Linked DNA regions of Rattus norvegicus: region 1 is linked to region 2. Evidence: chromatin contacts called from public Hi-C data. All regions are on one chromosome and are shown on one strand. The core of a region is the stretch at or near the end of the contact, and the rest is flanking DNA. Distances in the headings are between cores, read along the strand shown.

Region 1 (3,834 bases), core at 308-2,807, 190 kb before region 2:
ACACTTCGCACTTAAAACACAGTGCCTGTCTAGGTTCTCTCTCTCCGCCACCTCATTTCACATCCGAAAGTATCCAGAGTTTAGATTCAGGTCAACGTGATAGGCTCCATCTAACTCACCCCTATGCTCCCGGCCTGTCCGTGTGCAGGTAGCAGGAAGCATGAGAGCAAGATGAAAATTCAAAGGAAGAGAATCCCAAAGAAACAGTTCAGTGCACTGTACATTTTGTGTGAGAATACTTCAGGGTCTTTAGAGGTTTCTTTTTGTTCACGCCCAGTGAAGTGGTGCATGCTTTTAATCCCCAAATTCAGAGCCAGAGGCAGGGATGGGGGTGGGGAGGCAGAGAGAGAGAGAGAGATAGAGAGAGAGAGAGAGAGAGAGAGGCAGAGAGAGAGAGAGACAGAGAGAGAGAGGCAGAGAGAGGCAGAGAGAGAGGCAGAGAGAGAGACAGAGAGAGAGAGAGAGGCAGAGAGAGGCAGAGAGAGAGAGGCAGAGAGAGAGGTAGAGAGAGAGGCAGAGAGAGAGAGAGGCAGAGAAAGAGAGAGACACGGAGAGAGAGGCAGAGGCAGAGAGAGAGGCAGAGAGAGAGAGAGAGGCAGAGAGAGAGGCAGAGAGAGAGGCAGAGAGAGAGGCAGAGAGAGAGGCAGAGAGAGAGAGAGGCAAAGAGAGAGAGGCAAAGAGAAATAGAGGCAGAGAGAGAGAGGCAGAGAGAGAGAGGCAGAGAGAGAGGCAGAGAGAGAGAGAGACAGAGAGACAGAGAGAGAGAGAGAGACAGAGAGACAGAGAGAGGCGAAGAGGCACAAAGAGACAGACAGAGGGGCAGAGAGGCGAAGAGGCAGAAAGACACAGAGAGATGCATAGAGAGGGAGAGATGGACAGACAAAAAGAAAAGCCAGGGGTTGGGGGTGGGTAGGGACAGAGGCAGAGTCTGGTCTATATAGCAAGCTCCAAGTCAGCCAGAGTGACATAGAGAAAGATTCTGTCTCAAAACAAAACAAAACAAAAAACAAAAGTTGCTTATCTTTTCTGATTATAAATATTATAAAAGGTCATTTAAAATAGTAGCATATAGCATTCCAAAAATAAGAGAAATACATTTCACCAATACACACACATACAAAATCTGCTTACCTCCCCTTTCTTTCTTTTCTCTCGCTCTGAAATAAGTTCAGCTCTTCTTTTAGCGACCATATCTTCCTGTTGAGGGAACATTTACAGGTTTACAGGGAGCAAATGTGATAAAAATCACCTGCTATGTGTTAACGCTGGGGCTAAGGTATGGTGGAAGGGATCTAACCAGGAAAACACATGATGGTGATTGATCCAGCACAATCCTTGTCCTTCTGGGCTATCTCCCTCCCAAGGGTTGAAAATGTTTGGAAATCTAATTTTCTTACTGTGAAGACATGTCTTTGTAAGCACAGCTGTATCTCTGTGGAAAGCACACACACGTTGGAGGGTATATGCACAGGTGTGTGTGTGTGTGTGTGTGTGTGTGTGTGTGTGTGTGAAGGACCATGCCCTGATCTTTTCCGGGTCTGACATAGTGGATCTGTTCAAAGGTCCTCAGGGTTTTGGTGTTTAAGTTTAACTAATTTCAGTGTGCCTGCCAGAGGCTGGCACTGTCTTGGGCATTACAATATTTATTTATTTATTCTTTCACTTTCTTCTTAAAATACAATATCAAGTCAGGCAATACCTCTCCTCTAAGGGTCTGATAATGGGGACCCAGACAGAACTGTACAACAGCACCCAGGGCTGGACTCCCTGATATGGAAACCTAGAGGCACCTGGTGTGACACCTCCTGGAGCTAAAAATACCGTGAGGAAATGGGTTTGCACAGCCCTGAGTTCCAACCCCGCCGGTGAGACTGGATTCAGACAGACATTTAGAAGACTGGTCTGTGAGTGGCTGGAAGGATGAATTCAGAGCACCACTGCCTCCGCTGTGCTTATCGACTGCTCTTGTGCCTCACAGAGGCCTCCGGGGAGGCCTGAATACCGCTAATTCAGGAAGAGAAGCATTAACGCATTTAGATAGGAAAAAAAGCTTCAAGGAAGTCCTGCATTCGGGAGGCAGAGACATCCTGGTGATGTCTGAGTTCAAGGGCAGCCTGGTCTACAGAGTTTCAAGACAGACAAGTCCATATAGAGAGACCCTGTATCAAAAAACCAAAACCGGGGTTGGGGATTTAGCTCAGTGGTAGAGCGCTCGCCTAGGAAGCGCAAGGCCCTGCGTTCGGTCCCCAGCTCCGGGGAAAACAAAAACAAAAACAAAAAAACCAAAAAACTAAAACCAAAAAAGCTTCAAATAGCTTTAGATTCCTATTAAAGGATGAAAAATTGGATGAAAAATGTCTTCCTGCTTACGGCAGCATTCGGATTCGAAACCTCGTTGTTGTGAACGCTGCTTAGAAACCCACGTAGGAGATGAGCAGGCCCTCGTCCCGCAAACCTTGATTTTCGCCTTCATTTCTTTGATCATTTTTTTCCTCTCTGATTTCTTGAGTTGTTTCGTCTTCCATTTCTGAACTTGGGCGGGGAGGAGGCGATCGAAGATGTCTTGATCATCGACTTGTATTATAACTGCGGCGTCTGGGAAAAATCCCCGCTCTCCCAGAAACTGGGCCTCCTCAGGGTACCGCGGGAAGCCGTCCAGGATAAAGCCCGTGGAGCTGAGTGGAAAATTTTCATAATTTGCTTGAAACATCAGTGATACTCCAGATAGGCCACATCCAAAAGACAAACATCAAATGTTTCTCTCATATCAAGATCTATCAATCAATCAATCAATCAATCATCTACCTAGCTATCAATTTCTATATGACATCTATTGCATGAAAGCAGAAGAGGAACCGCTTTGTGAGAGGAAAGAAACCAGCGGAAGATTATATCTATCTGTACCTCTATCTACCTCTATCTAATCTATTTACATATGAAAATGTCATAACCAGCTCATTATTTTGTATGATAACTTAAACGCCAAGTAGAAAAATTATATTATGGAACTACTAATGCTAAGTATTGATGTGTGTGTGTGGGGGGGGCAAAGAATATTGGTGCACACAGAGAGGCACTGGAGGAGTCAGGAAGGCTAAACCCGCGGGCATCCCTCCAAGGAAAGAGATGCTCCCCCATCCTCCTCCCGGCAATCTAGGGATGGAGCCCTTTACGACCTGATCTTTGGCTGTCTGATGATCCAGGCTCTGCCTCTATGTTCTAGAATTTATGTTTTATTTATCCCAGACCTTTGAGTTTTCTTAAAGAAGACAAAAAATATGATGTCAGACTCTTGAAATCTTGGTCCAGCACCAGTACCTAAAAATCTAGCAGAACCTAATTCCGTTTTTGGCTCTTCTCAATTTCCTTTCCCTGCCTTCTGAAAGGACTGCAGGGACCCTCCACATGTCATCTCTGCATGTATCATATATTTTGACATGTATTGATGAATTTTGACTTTATCAGATGGGTAATAAATACTTTAAAGAATTTACACCTTTCCCAACGCCTTCTAGTCTGAGTTTTTTGTTTGTTTGTTTGTTTGTTTGTTTTTTTAAGACAAGGTCTCACTATGTGACCCTGGCTGGCCTGGAACTTGCTATGTAGACCAAGGTGGCCTCAGATTCACAAAGATTGCCTGCCTCTGCTTCCTGAGTGCAGGGGTTGGGGGTGTGCAATTTCCCACGTGACACTCTGGGAAATTTGTAGGTGGCCTGGATATGCAGGTATGTACAATAGCTATACAAATCAAACTTTAACGGTAACAAACTTGTTTTAAGACAGTTCCTTGGCAGTACGCATAATTTTGCCATCTGTTAAAGATTCGTGTGCTTG
Region 2 (3,781 bases), core at 297-2,796:
TTAGGGGAAAAGTCCTCAATCTTCAGTTGTCAATAATGTGCACTGGGTTTCCCGTAGATGCCTTTTATTGGACCAAGGTTCTTTTTCTATTTCTGGTTTGCAGAGAACTGTTTTTTCTTTTTAGATTGATTTATTTGTTTTGTATGAGTACACTGTAGCTGTCCTTAGACACACCAGAAGAGGGTAATCTTTACAGATGGTTGTGAGCCACCATGTGGTTGCCAGGAATTGAACTCAGGACCTCTGGAAGAGCAGTCAGTGCTCTTAACCGCTGAGACATCTCTCCAGCCCCAGCTGAGAACTTAAAAAACAAACAAACAAACAAAAAAAAAACAAAAACAAAAACTGAGGGGCTGGAGAGGTGGCCTAGTGGTTAGGGACCCGGCTGGCCTTCCAGAGGACCTGAGTTTGGTTCCCAGCACCCATGTGGCTGTTCACCACGTCTGCAACTGCAGTCCCCAAGGGCCTTCCTTTGGCTTCTGAGGGTCCTTACTGTACAAACACGATGGACAGACACACATGCAGGCAAACCCTCTCCCCCTGGACACACAAAATATCTTTTAAATTAAAAATGTATGAATAACATGTTGCCATTTCTCCTCTTTACATTCCATTGCCTTAATGTTTTTACTGTAGTCAGTTCATCATCTTATTTTAAATGTTCAACTTTGAATTACAGAAATACAGCTTAGCCTATTATACTGTTTTCACACAGTGGATTCCATGTGCTAGTTAACACTTAAAGACTTTACGTTTAGTTGTTGTTTAATGATATTCCTCAACACCCCCGTTTTAGAACTTTTATATTTACTTCTGTGTGCACATCTGGCAGAGTGCACTGAGTTAGCGGTCACCTCTGGAAGTTAGTTCTCTCCAGCTGTCACATCAGGGGTTCTCTGAGGCTGCCGCCCTTCCACACAGGGCGACCTCAACAGAAAATTATGTCCATTGCTACTTATGACTGTGATTTTGCTTCTGTTATGAACTGTAGTGTAAATATGCTCTCTGGTGGTCTTAGGTGACCCCTGGGAGAGGGTCGTCATCCCCAGACTGAGAACCAGGAGTGCCCACCCACTCAGCTGTCTCTAGCCTCTTGTCTGGCTTTTATGTCTGGGCTCAGGTAGCTTTAGATGCTCCTTCTCCTTCCCGGAGTGCTTATGTATGACTGACTTTCTTTTTCAGTGTCCTTCCTAGTCCACTAGTGAAGCCTGCGTTGGAGTTGCTTTGTGGGTGAGATAAGAGGGCTGTATAGGTTGGTTTTTAATTGATCTTGAGTTTTGATAATTTGTGTTTTTCAAGAAGTTTGCCCATTTCATCTCAGTTTCGAATTTATTGACATCGAGTTACTAATAGTATGTTTTCCCATCCGTATCTTTGGTTTTATGAAAAAAATTTGCCTTTTTGCTCCCGACTAGAGTGTTTTGTATTTTTTTTTTTCCTCTCCGTGTGTGATGGTTAGTTTGATCAGCTTTCTACAACCCAGAATTCCCTGGGAGAAGAGGATCGGCTTGGTCTTGGTTATGTTAATTGAGGTGGGAAGCCCCACCCTCTGTGGGTGGCACCAGTGAGTGGGCGTGGTCCTGGGTTACGTAAGCGTAAAGCAGGTGAGCAGAGAAATGTGCTTTGATTTATTCCTCTGTTTCTAGCTGTTGACACAGTGTAATGGGCCAGCCTGGTGCTCCTGCTGCCATGGTGATGAACTGTAATCCCTCCTGAGCTAAAATTAACCCCTTCTCTCCTGAATTGTCAGGGACTTTTACTCACCGCAAGGGGAAACAAAACTAAGACATTCTTTAGTGACTGCCTGCCATTGAGACATTTATTTGTATGTGTGCATTGCATGCCTAAAGAGAAGAATCCTTTCTGGATAAGCTGTCGTTCATCTGGAACCTATCTCATCATAACAGTTTTCTCAGCTCCATAATCATCAATGATTTCAGTTGGCCACTGTGACCTTGCTTCAGTTAGAAATCAATCAGACAGTGTCTTGGGAGCATGGCTTAGCAAAGACTCTTGCCTCCTGTCTCAGCAATGTTGACAGTCATCAGAAAACAAAACAAACCCAGTGAGGAAGTGTTTCTTACAGTTTCAGAGACACACAGGTCCAAGATCAAGGCACAGGCAGGTTCAGTGTTTGTGAGGGACAGGCTATACCTGCACCATTGAGGAGATGATAAGTCCCTCCTGCCATTTGCTATGGGGTGCCACTCCTGTCCAGATCAAGTCACATCCAGAAGGCCTCGCCTCTTAGCATTGCTGTGTTGGAGTGAGATCTCAGGATACTTAGACCACAGCAACAAGTTCTTTTCCCCTAGCTTCATAAGGTGGATCATGACTTATTTATATTTTTTCTTTCCTGGTTTAAAACTGCAAATATAAGTTAAAAATAACCAAAAACCTAATGACAGATGGAGGGGCTGTTAGTAGCCAGAATAATAGTGTAAGACATCCTTACATTCTGAACATTATATAAGTAGTCTGAAGAATAAGACCATTTGAAAATGACACGGTAGGGGTCAGGGAGACAGCTCAGTGGTTAAGACCCCTTGCCACTCCTGTAGTGGCCCCGAGTTCAGTTTCCCAGCACCCACACTGGGTGGCTCACAGCTACCTGTGACTGCAGCTCTACAGGGTCCAATGCTCTCTTCTGGTCTCTCTGGGAGCCCCTACATGTATATGCCTAATTCACCTCCACACATATAAAAATAAATTATTAAAAAGCTAAGTAATAAGTAGATAATCCATGAATATGATTGGCTATTCAGTTCTTTAATTAAAGCATTAAAGTGGACGTAGACTCCCATTTTTACATTAATGTCTTAGTTGGCAAGTGTTTGAAAGACGTGAGCATACTTGTTTTGGTTGGTGTGAACGTGCGTTTTGGAATTAGAGTAATATAGTTGGCAAGATGGCTGCCTCTCATACCCAGCCTTTATCTGGAGAGGTAACTGGGTGTGTTTGCTCCTACTCGGAAGATCAGTTTGTCACTGTTCCCTGCGCAGAGGTAAATCTTGAGACATCTTTGTCACGGTTCCCTGTGCAGAGGTAAATCTTGAGAGAGGAAGGGAAGGGGTGGTGTATGGCACACAGAAGATTCCAGTCTTTGAAGTTTGAGCTCCCTAGCAGATGTCCCTGCTCCCCTGGCGCCCAGCACCCCCAGTCTGCCTCTTGCTTTGGAGATTGGTTCTAGTCAATGAGAGCGTGAGTTGCTCTAGGGGATTTAGCAGCTCGAAGTTGTCCTGGGTGAGACTGCACTGTGCCTTCCAGTTTATGGGTGCTTAATGGGTGCTGCTCTGAGGTGAGTGCACCCCTAAAAGGATTTGGGGTGCCCTTTATCCCCACACATGTACTTGAGTAAAATAAGAAACCACTCCACAAGGAATGCCTCTTGACCTTTATCACGTGACTGTGGAGCAAGCGAGGAGAGTCAGTGTGGGATGCTTGGCTGAGGGACAGGAGCAGGGGGCCATGGATGTCGTCCGGGAGAGAGAAGCATGGTTACAGCATGTCAGAGATGTGGTTGGGGCGATGGGATTTCACACGCACTTCTGGAGGAAAGAGAAGCTTCCCCATCAGTCAGGCTGGGTACCGCCTGTCAGGGTGGCATGCTTGTGAGACTTGCTGTCCTGCTCTTGGGCTGCATTAACTCCCTGCTCAGTTTGCTAAATTAGATACGGAGACCGAGAGACTGCTGGAAGCAACTTGAAGACGCTCTTTGACAACAGTGTATTTAGTATGGAAGTTCTGCTGAAGTGGAACGTTAACTGAAGCCGCCATACAA

Evidence for each region. A called contact is a pair of places that touch in the nucleus more often than the background predicts.
Region 1: a contact with region 2 is called in a Hi-C map of kidney, with 4 times the contacts expected there. The contact joins two enhancer-like sites. A contact is called at or near these places in 8 of 12 Hi-C or Micro-C datasets (the A7r5 cell line, the Rat2 cell line, Schwann cells and 4 more).

Annotation. Positions count from the first base shown.
Region 1 is chr20:46,488,169-46,492,002 of GRCr8, reverse strand. It overlaps Ak9 (adenylate kinase 9), which reads right to left. Exons shown (of 40, transcript XM_017601822.3): 27 at 2,456-2,675; 28 at 1,132-1,197. Among named protein-coding and RNA genes, the nearest start is that of Zbtb24, 40 kb to the left of the region's middle. Within about 2 kb of position 1,557, at least 2 of the 93 cell types and tissues checked have an H3K27ac peak or open chromatin away from gene starts, as enhancers often do. A contact at or near this core is called in kidney, where this site is marked.
Region 2 is chr20:46,294,851-46,298,631 of GRCr8, reverse strand. All of the region lies in intron 1 of Fig4 (FIG4 phosphoinositide 5-phosphatase), which reads left to right. Among named protein-coding and RNA genes, the nearest start is that of Fig4, 9.7 kb to the left of the region's middle. Within about 2 kb of position 1,546, at least 19 of the 93 cell types and tissues checked have an H3K27ac peak or open chromatin away from gene starts, as enhancers often do. A contact at or near this core is called in kidney, where this site is marked.